Linked DNA regions of Sus scrofa: all the other regions are linked to region 3. Evidence: chromatin contacts called from public Hi-C data. All regions are on one chromosome and are shown on one strand. Each heading gives the region's core, a stretch centred on a gene start, on an enhancer-like site or on the middle of the called end of the contact. The rest is flanking DNA. Distances are from core to core; before and after follow the strand shown. Region 1 holds the start of TRDMT1 (tRNA aspartic acid methyltransferase 1). Region 2 has its middle 26 kb from the start of VIM. Region 3 overlaps CUBN (cubilin).

What was found. Hi-C and Micro-C count contacts between places; a contact is called where the count stands out from the background.
Region 1: a Hi-C map of embryonic fibroblasts shows a contact between it and region 3, with 2.8 times the contacts expected there. The contact joins the promoter of TRDMT1 here to the enhancer-like site in region 3. A contact is called at or near these places in 4 of 47 Hi-C or Micro-C datasets (embryonic fibroblasts, fetal skeletal muscle, fibroblasts and 1 more) and 2 of 2 datasets of contacts at active chromatin or transcription factors (alveolar macrophages and skeletal muscle).
Region 2: a Hi-C map of embryonic fibroblasts shows a contact between it and region 3, with 2.7 times the contacts expected there. The contact joins two enhancer-like sites. A contact is called at or near these places in 2 of 47 Hi-C or Micro-C datasets (embryonic fibroblasts and heart right ventricle) and 1 of 2 datasets of contacts at active chromatin or transcription factors (alveolar macrophages).

The regions. Positions count from the first base shown.
Region 1 is chr10:43,488,124-43,492,574 of Sscrofa11.1, forward strand. TRDMT1 (tRNA aspartic acid methyltransferase 1) reads right to left here and starts at 2,960. Exons shown (of 11, transcript NM_001162885.1): 1 at 2,897-2,960. The coding sequence starts at 2,960.
Region 2 is chr10:43,539,819-43,544,173 of Sscrofa11.1, forward strand. No RefSeq gene overlaps it. Among named protein-coding and RNA genes, the nearest start is that of VIM, 26 kb to the left of the region's middle. Within about 2 kb of position 2,538, at least 6 of the 83 cell types and tissues checked have an H3K27ac peak or open chromatin away from gene starts, as enhancers often do. A contact at or near this core is called in embryonic fibroblasts, where this site is marked.
Region 3 is chr10:43,341,186-43,346,112 of Sscrofa11.1, forward strand. It overlaps CUBN (cubilin), which reads right to left. Exons shown (of 68, transcript XM_021064811.1): 22 at 4,644-4,774. Among named protein-coding and RNA genes, the nearest start is that of CUBN, 71 kb to the right of the region's middle. Within about 2 kb of position 1,701, at least 27 of the 83 cell types and tissues checked have an H3K27ac peak or open chromatin away from gene starts, as enhancers often do. A contact at or near this core is called in embryonic fibroblasts, fetal skeletal muscle, skeletal muscle and 1 more, where this site is marked.

The sequences.
Region 1 (4,451 bases), core at 1,710-4,209, 150 kb after region 3:
CCTCAGACCAAAAGAGGAGAGAGCATCAAGGTAAAGAGGCAGCAGGAGGACTACTCTGAAGAGGCCACATATGAACTAAGCCATGAAAGATGAAATGCAGCTGCAGCAGAAAGTCTGGAGTTAGAGCACTCTGGGTGGAGACTAGCAAGAGCAAAGGCCAGAACACAGCAAGAACTCTGAGGGTTTGAGGAGCACAGAGAAAGATCCCTGAGCCTGGAAAGAGAAGCTGGCAGGGGGGGGAGAACAGATGAAGTTGGAGAGGGACAGAAGCCAGATCTCACAGGCCCCACTAGGAAGAGGAGGCTGTGATTCTAACCTCAAAGGGATGCCCGTGAAGCTGGGGAGTGACATGATCCAGTTTTCTTTGTGAGAGATCACACTGTTCCTATGTGGACAGAGGATGGGGTAGGAAAGCAGAGTGCAAGAAAGCAGGGGAGCAGCAGGGAAATTATTTTAATAATTTAAGTAGGAAAAGATATGGCTTAGATTCCGGATGACAGTCATAGTAATAGAAATAAGTGTATAAATTCAGGTTGCATTGGCTGGTCAGAGGAAAATATTTGCTTTATTAACCCTTCCCCCAAAATGCAAATTAAAATTATACAGCTTCCCCATCAAATTTACAAAGGTTAAAAATAGATAAATTCAAGTCAAAGGATAGGTAGTAGAAGGAGGCACTCAGAAACCTTTAAGTCTTGAAAAGTTCTCATAATTTTTGACTTGGTAACCAGCACATAGTCAGTCTTGTATTAACTCAACTTCTAGAAAACATGCTAAAGAGAAAAATCCAGATTTATGCCCAAGAATTAACTGTAGCACATTCATATGGGCTATAAAAAATGGAGAGGGGAGTTCCCATGGTGACTCAGTGGTTAACAAATCCTACTAGGAACCATGAGGTTGCAGATTCGATCCCTGGCCTTGCTCAGTGGGTTAAGGATCCAGCATTGCTGTGAGCTGTGGTGTAGGTTGCAGAAGCAGCTCATTGCAACCTACAGCACAGCGTTGCTGTGGCTCTGGCGTAGGCTGGCAGCTACAGCTCCAATTAGACCCCTAGCCTGGGAACCTCCATATGCCACAGGAGCAGCCCTAGAAAATGCAAAAAAAAAATAAAATAAAATAAAATAAAAGAATGGAGGGGAAATCTAATGTTCAACACTTAAGGAGTTATTGAATTGTGGCTTATGATAAAGTATTAAGTGAACTTTAAAATCACATTCCTTAAGGGGTTTCAAGATATGAGGTAAAATGTTGACATTATACAACCTTAGAAAATTAAGAGAGCAAACAGTACTAAAGTTTTGCTTAGTTTTCTTGCTGTTAAGTTTTGGTATGAGAACTGAACATACCATTAAATAATTGGTAAGCAATAAAAGTTTGATAATCACTAATCTCTTCTAGAATCAAAACAAACTTAGGTGCTCATCTCACTACCTACTGTCTGTCTTTTACAGTATAACTCTCTTGTTACCCTTGGTACTAAAAAAGGAAGCAGGGAAGTTTCAGTTTTGTGGTTGTCTTAGTAATTTAAGAATAAACATGCACATTCCAAGTCTATTCATCATTCTCTACCTCCAGCGCCCAGCACAGTGCAAGAACAGAAGAAGAACTCAATAAACCTTTTTCGAGTGAATATCACCAAAAATAAACCAACTTAGCACCCCATGTAAAAACCTCAAAATGGAGGAGGTACAGAAGATAGTGACAATTTATATTTTGAGTGGTTACAATGTATCAGGGATTATTAAACTTTCCTCACTTTTTATTTAAGCCTCATAATAATCCATCTCTGGGAAGAACTATTGTTCACAATTTTTTTTGATGTAGACATTTTTTTATTTCCCCAATACGCTATTTTTTCTACTGTACAGCATGATGACCCAGCCACACATACATGTATACATTCTTTTTCTCACATGATCATGCTCCATCATAAGTGAGTAGACGTAGTTCCCAGGGCTACACAGCAGGATCTCATTGCTAATCCATTCCAAAGTTAAAACCAACAACCAGGTTCACAAGTGCTAAGGAATTAGCCCAAGGTCACATTGCAACTAAGTTTGAACTCAGTACTTCTGGCGCCTAAAAGTATACAGACAAAACAACAAGACGAGAGGTTTCTTTTCTTCTTTTCTTTCCTTGTTTTGTTTTAAAGGCCGCCCCACCCAACCCCTGCAGAGAAAATTCCTGGGCCAGGGATTTTTTTAATCCACAGCACCTTCCGGTTCCAACCTGCACCTCCTCAGCGGCTAGAGTGGGGTTCTTAACCCACTGCACCACAGCGAGAACTCCAAGATGTTTCTTCTCAATGACCAGAATGGACCAGGATTTTTCTCTAAGCTTCCCCTACAGTTCCACTTAGTGTTCACCAACTTCTACCTTACAAGACAGTTATCACTTTGAACACCCATCCTCACTAGCAGAACCCTGCCCAGCGACCTCCCCCCCCCGCTGTGACTTCTTCGAGGATAAAAGACCAAGATTACACGCCTCTAGGTGACAGTCACACTCAGAATTGGGGGCTGGCAATGCGCGGAATCGGGGGCGGGGGAGGGCTCGCCCCTCCCCCTCTGTCAGTGCCATCTCGGTTTGACTTCACAGCCACGCCTGGGGGATCAGGACTCACAGACTGAGTCTGGGTAAGTGCCCTAGTCGCCCTACGAACAAGGCTCGCGGCCTGAGGAAAGCAGTTTCCGCCCGAAGAGGCCAGCTGGGTCGCCACGCCTGATGGTTTCCAAGACAACCAAGCACACCACCCCCATCCCCCCAACCTCCCAGCTTCCCTACCCCCCCCCCCAGTCTCCGCCCCTGGCGTCTCGCCGCTCCGCCCCTCCCAGGAGCCCGAGCTCTGACCCGCGCCGTCGCGCAAACAGAGAGGCCCCAGGCCCCCTCTCACCTCTCAGCGCCTGGTGCATGCCCCCAATGCCGCTGTACAGCTCCAGGACCCGCAGGGGCTCCATTCCCACGCCGCCGCCGCCGTCGTCGCGGAGCTAGGCCTGCCGGTCCTGTTGCCCCATCTTCCCCCGGCCGCGCTGCTCCCTCGCGTCTGGTTCCGCGGCGTTTCAGTTCCCCCCACTTAAAGCTCAGCCTCAGGTCCTCACAGAGCAGCGCAGGGCCGGGCGGGGAGTCTGCAAGGGTCAGCAGGGGGGACAAAGGGCAAAAAGCACCAAGACCTCCCACGTGAATAGCAGCCACTCCGTGGCCTGGTTTTTGTTCCATCCTCCTTCTAAGGAGGGCCTTGGGAGCTCAGTAAAGGGGCTGAAATCTGCCTTTGCCTAAGGTGAGTAAGCACAGGTTAGAATCCAGAAACACTCAGTGTGAGAGCAACACAACTGTGAAAGCAAAGCAACGCTGAAACATCAGAGTTGAAGAAAGGTTTTTAACAGTACCAAGCATGAAGAACAGCTGGCTGGTGTTCAAAAACTCTAAACTCCCTACAGGGTTTCCCCAAATCATTTTTACCGGTCAGGTGCGGGAAGGGTATCCCATGGTTGTGATCAGATTGGGCACAGGTCTCTGACTGGTTGATGGCGTCAATCCTTAGGCGCCAAAAGGTCGGAAGGCTGTAGTTCTCACGATCATCAAGTACTTAATTCCTTTCACTTGGTGGTGGATTTGGCCTCTAAAAAACTCAGGAAATACTCATGAAGTACTAATTATGTAGGTACTTCCCAGAGGAGTTAAAGCAGAGGAGGTCGGGGAGGGGTCTGTCCTAGGAAGGCTCCAGAGGGTTCTGCTCCTTTACAGGAACCCGCCTCCAAGTCCATCCAGTGACCTAACTGTTAGAACTTTGATTACAAACTAAGAAAACATGATCGCATCCAGAAGAAATGGTCTCATTGTGAAGTGTTTTTCTATTGTTAGGAGAAACTGGGGAGGACCGCTTGTAGTAAAAACTAACTGGTTAGAAATTTTCACACGTACTAATATCACGATGCTGTTAACAAAGTATGACTACTGTATCTGAACTATGAAAGTTACTGATCCAGGTTGATGGGTTCCATGACGTTTTTTAATCATAAATGTATATTGGCCTTTAAATTTTGGTTTTTTCTTTTCTTTTTAGGGCTGCACCTGAGGCATATGGAAGTTCCTTGTAGCAAATCCAGCAAATTTCAAATCCTTGGAAATGCCGTATTATTGCACAGTCACTGATTATAGGTGCGTGTATGTATATACATATATATATAATTTTTATTGTTACAGCTGCACTTGCAGCATATGGAAGTTCCCAGGCTAGAGGTCAAATTGGAGCTGCAGCTGCAGCTGCCAGACTACACCACAGCCACAGCAACACTGGATCCGAGTCACAACTGTGACCTACACCACAGCTCACGGCAACACTGAATCCTTAACCCAGTGAGCAAGGCCAGGGGTTGAACACAAATCCTCATGGACACTATGTCGGTTTCTTAACCCACAGAGCCACAACAGGAAACTCCTAAATGTTT
Region 2 (4,355 bases), core at 1,288-3,787, 200 kb after region 3:
AAACCTGAACAGTCTTTCTTAAAAGAAAATATTAAGAACAAATATCCCAACAATTGAAGTCTACCAAACATGTAATGTAGAAATTCCAGTTCATCCCAAACAGTTTTAAATCATAAAAATGAGAGAACATTTTCTAACTCATTATGTGAATATGGCATAACTTAATTCCAAAACTAGACAAAGACCCAGTAGGAAATGAATACTGCAGGTCAACTATATCCATGGATAGAGACGCAACTATCCTAACAAAACATCAGCAAACCAACTAGTGTTCGCTGTGGTTCTTTGAACAGCAAAAGATGAAATTAGATGTACAAGAGATTTATTTTGAAAGATAAAATGAAAGACATATGAATAGATAGGTAAGCCTTTAGGCTGACATCAGTGAAAGGAGAGAAGGAAGGATGGAGTACTAGGAGCAGCCTCGGACGGCAGTACAGATTTAAGTTTCAGCAAAGCCCGCAGAAGGTCCTCAAGTTAGTTGCTGGTTAAATGAGTTCCATGTGCCACAGGACTGGGTCAGTACTATTATCTTTACTGTGTTCAGCCAATAGTTTGGGGGCGGCCTAGGGGAAGTGTGTCCTTGACCCAAATGTAGTAGTGAATCCAGAGGAATGACACTGGGATCAGTTAGGTTCCTTGAAACAGGAGATGTTAAGTGATATAGTTTTCTTACCATTACACAAATCAAGCACTACATTTTTAAAACATATTTCTGTATTTTAAACATATAAAAATAAATGTTGAGGACAGCTCAGGGATATGAGATTATTTTAATATTAAAAACCAGTTTGGGAGTTCCCATAATGGCTCAGTGGTTAACGACTCCCACTAGGAACCATGAGGTTGCAGGTTCGATCCATGGCCTTGCTCAGTGGATTGAGGATCCAGTATTGCAGTGAGCTGTGGTGTAGGTCACAGACGCAGCTCAGATCCCACATTGCTGGGGCTGTGGCATAGGCTGCCGGCTGCAGTTCTGATGAACTCCTAACCTGGGAACCTCCGTATGCTGTGGGTGTGGCCCTAGAAAAGACAGAAACAAAAACAAAAACCGTATGATCTACTTAAGAGACACAGAAAAAAATTCCATAAAAGTCAACACCGAATTGTTATAAAAACTTTTAGCAAAATAGGAATATAGAGGCCCTTTTTTAAGTTGCGATGAGATAGCTAAAAGAAACCAAGAGTAAACTTGAAAAACAATCATGAAATAATGGAATTATTCCCTTTAAGACCAAGAAAAACAAGGATGCCCACTCTCTCTGCTCCTATCCAATACTGCACTACAGGAAAAAAAAAAAAAAAAGATTAAAAGCATAATGACAGAAAGAAGAGATAAAACTGTCATTAATTGCAAAGAATATCACTGCTTCTTTGAAAAAACTACCCACAGACAAATTACGTGCAAAGAAAAGCAAAGGGATGAGAAGAAATAAGACACTCTTTTAGATGAACACTACCTCGGAAAGATATGCCTTACCAGATAGGACTCGAGTAAAATAAAAGGGTGTAATATCGGTGTAGAGATAGACCTCAAGGGAATATCATAGAGCACGCCCCCCCAAAACCCCATGCATCTTAGTTTGGTCTATGATAGCAAAATATCATAAACTGAGTGTATTAAACAACAAACATGTATTTCTCACAGATCTGGAGACTGAGAATTCCAAGATCAAGGTGCCGGTAGATTTGGTATCTGATGAGAGCCCATTTCCTGGTGTGCAGATGGCTGTCTTTTCCCTGGGACCTCCTATGGCAGAGAGAGTTAGAGAGAGACTGAGAGCTGGCTTCCTGGTCTCTTATAAGGGCACTAATCCTATTGTGCGGACCCCATTCTTATGACCTCATCTAACCCTAATTACCTCCAAAGGCCCCTCCACCTACCTTCACACTGGGGTTTAGGGCTTTCAACCTATGCATTTTGAGGGGACAGAGGCATTCCCTTCATCACACCAAGTACATGGAAATTTGCTTTATGATAGACTGGGCACTGTTCTAACCATCTAACTGGAAAATCATGGAGAGAAGGACCCTTAAATGGGAGATATACCATTGTATATCCAAAGCTTTTCCTGAAGCCTTTCTATAAGAGAGAGCCAACCTTCTCTTTCAGCCCCCGTCGTCCTGAATGTGAAGCAACATATACCTTGAAAAAGAGACAATGACTGGATGGTTTTCGCATCCCTTGAGGTGCCAAAGATTTTCTTGACAATTCAGAAATTCCATACCTAATAGCTCACCGTCCAAAAGCAAAATTAATTTTATATTAACATAAAGTCTAACATTAACTATAGGAAGCTTGCATTATGTTTGACCATCTCCAAAGCCTTTCTTTTCCCACTCATTGTCTATTTCACCCCAGCCAACAAATCCCATCTTTCAATTCCAATTAAATGTGGATAATATAGACCACCAACAATAGATGTAGGGTCACGGATCGAGTCAGATAACTGAATGTTCTCCTCATCATCTCCAGACAAACCCTCTTTCTGCCTGTGACTCATGGATCTTACACTGGTTTACTGTGAGAACTAAACATGGAGAGGTTGACGCTGTCCCCAGGTGGCAGATGGGGTGAACTGCCTATGAAACGATGCAATCAGCTCCAGGCAGAATACATTTCAAAATGTTTCTCCCTGTGGAGTTTGACAGAAACAGGCAATTTTTGCTCTAACTGCCATGTGTTTCAGCAAATCACACTGGCTGTTCTGAGGGGTCAACTTTCAGGCCCACCAGGGACTGTTTGAGTTCTTTGGCGTCAAACTGCCAGACCGGAGCTGAAACAGAATGTCACTCAGGCAGTTCCAGTTTGTTCTACTCAAGAATTTGTTATACTCAGACCAAGGCCTGGCTTTCAGTACCGAGGGGTAATGACATTTCTTGGCTTGACCATAAAGTCCTCTTGACCATATCATGCTGATGAGATTTTAGTTTCTGCTTACATGAGATTTTGTAATGGGAACAGCATCTAAAATGGTTGATAAGAAAAAAATACAAGGTGACCTATTTCAAAGCAGCTCTATGTTCATGTGATTTGGCCAATGGACCTTCTTTTAAATGGATCTATTAATCAAGTTGGAATTCGTAAAATGTGAGCCCCCCCAAAAGTTTGTAAAATGTGAGACCACCAAAATGACACAAAGTTTTAATCCCAATACTGTTTTTATGTGTGTGTGTGTGTTCTAAAAATATGCTATAATCATGTTTCTGCCAAGGATGGACTATTGTCTTTAGGCCAAAGCTTGAGAAGATAAAGTATAGCATCCAATTAGCTGCCCAGAGGAGAAAGAAGTATGTTTTTTCCCAAAACAATTTTTTATTGAATTATTAGGATGTTGTGTTAGTTTCAGGTATACAGCAAAGTGATTCAGATATATATATTTATATTCTTTTTCAGATTCTTTTCCATTATAAGTTATTATAAGATAGTGACTATATTTCCCCGTGCCATATAGTCAGTTCTTGTTGGTTATATCTTTTATATACAGTAGTGTGTATCTGCTAATCCCAACCTAATTTATCCCTTTCTCCTTTGATAACCATAAGTTTGTCTTCTACATCTGTGAGTCTACGTCTGTTTTGTAAATAAGTTCATTTGCATCATTTTAAAAAAGATTCCACATGTTAAGTGATATCATATATTTATCTCTGTCTGACTTACTTCACTTCGCATGAAAATCTCTGGGTCCATCCATGTTGCTGCAAGTGCCATTATTTTCACTCTTTTTAATGGCTAATATTCCATTGTGTATGTATATGGAATTATATATTCCATTACACACACACACACACACCCATATCTTCTTTATCTACTCCTCTATGATGGACATTTAAGTTGTTTCCAGGTCTTGGCTATTGTAAAGAGTGCTGATACAAACATTGGGGTGCATGCATCTTTTCAAAGTAGAATTTTTTTTTTCCCAACATATAACCATGAGATTGCGGGATTATATGGTAACTCTATTTTTGGTTTTTAAGGTACCTCCATACTCTTCTCCATAGTAGCTGGACCAAGAAACATGCATTTTAAGGGCAGAGAACCTCCAAAGCTATAACATGGCCCGAGCATACTAACCTGAGTAAGCAGGAGCTGGATCGCCCTTGGGAAATGGGTGTCCACACCGTTGGGCACATGTGTAGTCTCCAAGTTTGCCACTGTGGCCATTCTGTTTAGCTAGCTATTGTTCAGTTCCAAGGTGGTGGATCATGATGGCTGGCTAATGTCAACTGCAGAGTCATTCTGTCTACATGGTTGTTCAGTGTTTCTTCTGTGGTGGGATGCTTTCTGGCTGGCATTAATTGATACAAAAATTTTCACACTGTGCATCTCCCATAGTCCCCTCCATATGCCTCTC
Region 3 (4,927 bases), core at 451-2,950:
AACAGACCTAGTAAAAACCTTTTCCAGAGGGAAAATATCTGAATATCTCAGAGTGGAAAATACAGAATTCAAGTTGGATAGAAAGAATCAGAGAGGCGTGTGACCTGCCCAAAGCTTTCCAAGTTAGCATCAAGGCTGAGACTGGAACCAAGGCTCTGACTTCAAATGCAGCCTTTCTTTCACCAAATCATAACAAGGACTTCCTACGATGAGCAGCAATAGCCCAGTTCCCCATTACACCTCATAGCGATTTATATGCTAGGACTTGACTTTTAGAGTCTCTGACGAACTGCAAATTTTCACTAGAATCACTTGAACTGCTCGTTGAAAACCTACCCTAGACCTATTTGAATCAGAATTTCTGGATGGGCCCCTAATATCTGAATTTGTACCAAGAAAACCTTACCTTAAGTTTCCAATGAACAATTTGAGAACACCACTCTACTGGATTAAAGATTTAAAATAGCATTCATTTCTTCTAAAGGAAACTTCATTTACCCTTCCATTACCATTTTTTGACTCATCACTCTTAGATGCTTTTTCTGGGCTCAGTGACAGGACAATGGATGAAAAACAACACTGAACACCCACTGTTGGGTAGGTGGGACTCCGGGCTGGGCATGAGGAGGCTGAGAAAGCCCATTTTTAAGCTAATATTGATGAGGTTCTGACACTTCCTGGCCATTTTCCCAAATGATTGTAACATTTCTCTCTTTGCAAAGAAATGAAAATTCCTGGGAGATGGGTCACAGCTGTGGCTCAGATTTAATCCCTGGCCGGGAACTTCATATGCCATGGGTGTGGCCATTAAAGAAAGAAAGAGGGAACAAAGGAAGGAAGGAAGGAAATTCCTCCATGGTTCTACCATAGCTCTAAAGTGAATGATACCAGCCACATCGCCGGCAGTTCCTATAAGCATTTTCAAGAGCTAATCTAAACAATGGAAAAGCAAATGGATTCAATGTTCAGACCGGACTGTTTGGGTTCTAAACTAACTACCTGTGTATTCTTGGAAGGAAAAATTCAATTCTGGACTTCAATTCCCCTCATTTGGAAAATAAGGTAATTGGAGTAGATTAGTGTTTTGAATTGTCTGACACACCATTAAAAATACATTTATATCAATCACGCACACACATGGATAATGCAAACGGGTTTCATGAATTTATACCAAACTTTGCATGATAAGGTCTCATACTTTCTTGTCTATTCTTTTCTATCCTATTCCACACTTTTAACAAAGGTAGGTAGCAATCTAATAAAATAATATCATGACCCACTAAAGAGTCATGAATGTTTCAATGCTTGAAAAACACTAGACTAAAAGTTATACAGGTTTTCACCTAATGTTAGAATAAAAAATGCATTAGATACATTTCTCCATTCTTTCTTATCCTTTTAAAGTCCCTTCATGGTAGGATTATTTTAATGTCTATGTTAATAGAAATGAATATTATCATTTAAATAAGTAAAGTTAACTAATCAGTTCTATTCTCTCAGCATTCAAATGCCTTGTACTTTAAAATAAGCAAGGATTTAAAACCTGGTTTTATAATCAGTTGCTAAGAGATTCTCAAGAGTCTTTACCCAAGAATATTTTCCTTTTAGTTCTTTGTTTCTCTTCCCCAAGCACATCTGGAGGGAGGCAGAAACAGTGATGAGGGAAGCAGTCAAATTCATGACCAGGAGCTGATCCCTTTCCTCCCAAGCACATATTTAAGGACTGAGATCATAGCCTCATTACAAACTACAGATGGAAAAGTAACTGGACTCAAGTTAGAAAATTTAACCTTTATCAGATGAAGACAGGGAAGCCTTCAGCAGAGAAACTCAGGCCTGTTGTATGAGGGACTGAAAGTCAGCAACCACACATTGTCATTATTGCTCTAAAAATAGCTTTTGCTAAAGCAATAAAATAGGATGAAGGCCAATGACTGAGCCTCCATTGACACTTTCCTGATACTGTTTCATTCTGCAGAAAACATCAAAAAGAAGATGACACCTGAAAAGAAAGCATCCTAATGCCTCCTGTTTCTGCTTCAGGTGGGCATCTCACTCAAACTCCGGCCACCTAGAGGGCGAGCCCAGAGCCAGCAGTCACCAGCCGGACCCCGCCATCCGTCTCCTGAGTCCAGACCTTCCCTGAGCTGCCCTGCAGGGGCGTCCTCGACAAGTCACAGGAGCCAATCGCTCAGGTCCTCATCTACATGGACACTGAGACAGGCGCCAAAACATCAAGCTGAGGGTGCCACAGAGCTTCCTGAATCCAGTCATCTGGTTGCGATTTAGAATATTTGACGGTGGGAGTCAGACAGATGAAATCATTCTGTAAAAGGCAGGCACACAGTGACCAGCCAGGCTCAGCCAAGGGACGGAAAGCAAACACTCCCTCGCCTGTGATTTCAGCCCTGTCTGGACCCAACGAGCCAAAGCGGTGATTACCACACATGGAGGCGGATTGGAGAGTCTTCAGTGCTTGCCACCTCAAGATGCTCTTCTCTATTATCCACTGTCTTTTCTAGTCTTCTCTTTATTTGTCAGTTTCCTTTACTTTCCAGCTTGTTGCTTTTGTGTTTCACAACTTACTGTTATTTGTCCTGGTATCTTATCGTCCTGAATTAAAACTTTACATCTTCCCTGCCAGATGATTCCTATTGCTCTTGGTTCTTCATGCACTGGGTGTTGCCTTACAAGCTAGTGTGGTTCCAGCAGAGCTCTAGCAGTCGTTGCAGAGATAACTTGTGTATCATTACAGAAGGTTCCATAGTATTTGAGGAGGCCCTTCCTGCACTGTCTGTTATCTCAGTTATTGCTAGCTTATTCATGCAGCAAATTAAATTTGTGCTCATAGTTGATTAGAGCCAGAAGACATCTCAAAGATCATCAAATCCAATCCCTTAATTTTACAGATGAGAAAACTATGGCCCAGGGAGTTCAAGTGACTTGCCCCAAATCCTAATCTAATATGCAGCTGCGGTTTGGACCACATATACGAGGCAGATAAAACCACAGAAGTATGGAAAATTGTGTGCATGCTATAATTCCTTGGGAAGTCAGTTTGGGTCATTGGATGTTAAACACCTGAACGAAGTCCAAGGAATATGTCAGTCATATGATATAACTGATTGTCATTGCTGAGGATTCAATTTCCCGGGTGCTGGAGCTGGATAATGAACTGTCTCGAGAGCGGGATCCATGAGAGAAAAAGGAATAGGATTTGCTCACACTCAGGATTCTGGAGACATCTACAGCCATACTTCCAAGACATAGAATTTAAACTACTACAGGGAACAGCCTGAAAAGAAGAATCATGGCCACCTGCTCTGAGAAGAAATAAATGAGAAATTGGGAGGGACTCCAGGTGGAATATTCACTTACCTTTTTATTTTTTTAAAGAGAGTTGGGGCTTTAAAAGATGAGTACCTGGGGATCTCTGGCTGCAGGACTGTGTCAGAGGAGCACATCTGAGAAAGGCTCTGAGTACTCTTCTGAAGGGGGATGTCTGAGAATTGCATTTCTGGAACAATCTGAAGGCGCGAAATGCTTGGGAAGCTCAGTCACCTCGTCTATGTCTACACCGGGTAGTATTTTGGTCTAAGAAATAGTTTTCTAAATATTATGCAAAATGAAAACTCAGACTCTCTAAAAAGGTATACATCCCAGGTGGAAACATGAGCCTGGAGAGACATAACACCCTCCTAAATCCCACAGGCTCTGGGCTTAGGAGCACCTCTGGTTTACACATGACCTCAAAGACTCTGCTGCAAAAGGTGTTTGTTTCTCATACTTCATTTGCAAAGAGCAACGTAACAATGAGAATTAAGTAACAGGAAAAATAGCATGAAAGGAATAAACACTGGAAAGGTTCAAATGCATTGGGTCAAATTTAGAAATGTATACAGTGACAAGAAGTCTTTCATTTTCAGCCACAGAATTCCCCATGAAGTAGTTTTCTTATTCTTAGCAATGGTTGTCATTTTTCTAATTTCTTAAAATAAGTGTTTAGTGTCTTTGGTAATGTTTAATTGTGATAGAATTTTAAACTTGCAGAAATGTTATAAGGAAAAGCTCCCAAATTTCTTTTTCCTTTTTTTTTTTTTCTTTTTAAGGCTGCATCTGAGGCATATGGAAGTTCCCAGGTTAGGGGTCAAATCAGAGCTACAGCTGCCAGCCACAGCCACAGCCACAGCCACAGCAATGCCAGATCCAAGCCACATCTACAACCTACACAACCTACATCTTGCGGCAACGTCAGATCCTTAACCCATTGAGCGAGGCCGTGGATCAAATACGCATCCTCATGGATACTGGTTGGGTTCTTAACCGCAGTGGGAACTTCCCAAATTCCTTTTATTCAGACTTACTACACATTTATTTCTGCTCTTATTCCATTATGATTCCTAAGAACATAAACATTCTCTTACAAAACCACAGTACAATGGCCACAATTAGAAAATTTAACATTGATAAAAACACTCATATCTCATCATTACTCTATATTTAATATGGACAGCACTTACATCACTACATGGTACTCTAAACATAGTTTTCACTACGTACCACAGATTTTGGCATGAAGTATTCGCATAGTACTATTTTGTAATGGAGTGTGTGAAACCAAGCATACAATGCTGTTGTGTTACCTGCTGATGCATCAGTTGCTTCATAGTTTATTACAAAGCCTTCATAAGCAAGGTCAGCGTCAGCCACAAATATAAGCTTTAAAGAGTTGGTGTTACTGGTAAGAGAGGGTGGGATGGATTTTCCACAGTATCTATTGGAAACCAAGAAAGGATACAGGATTAAAAACTTTTGATATGCTTAAAATCATATACCAAAAATGAGGACACATAAACAAAAATAACAATAATAATATCTCCTACCAACCTTGACACCCAAGTATATTTCAAGCACAAAACATTTACAA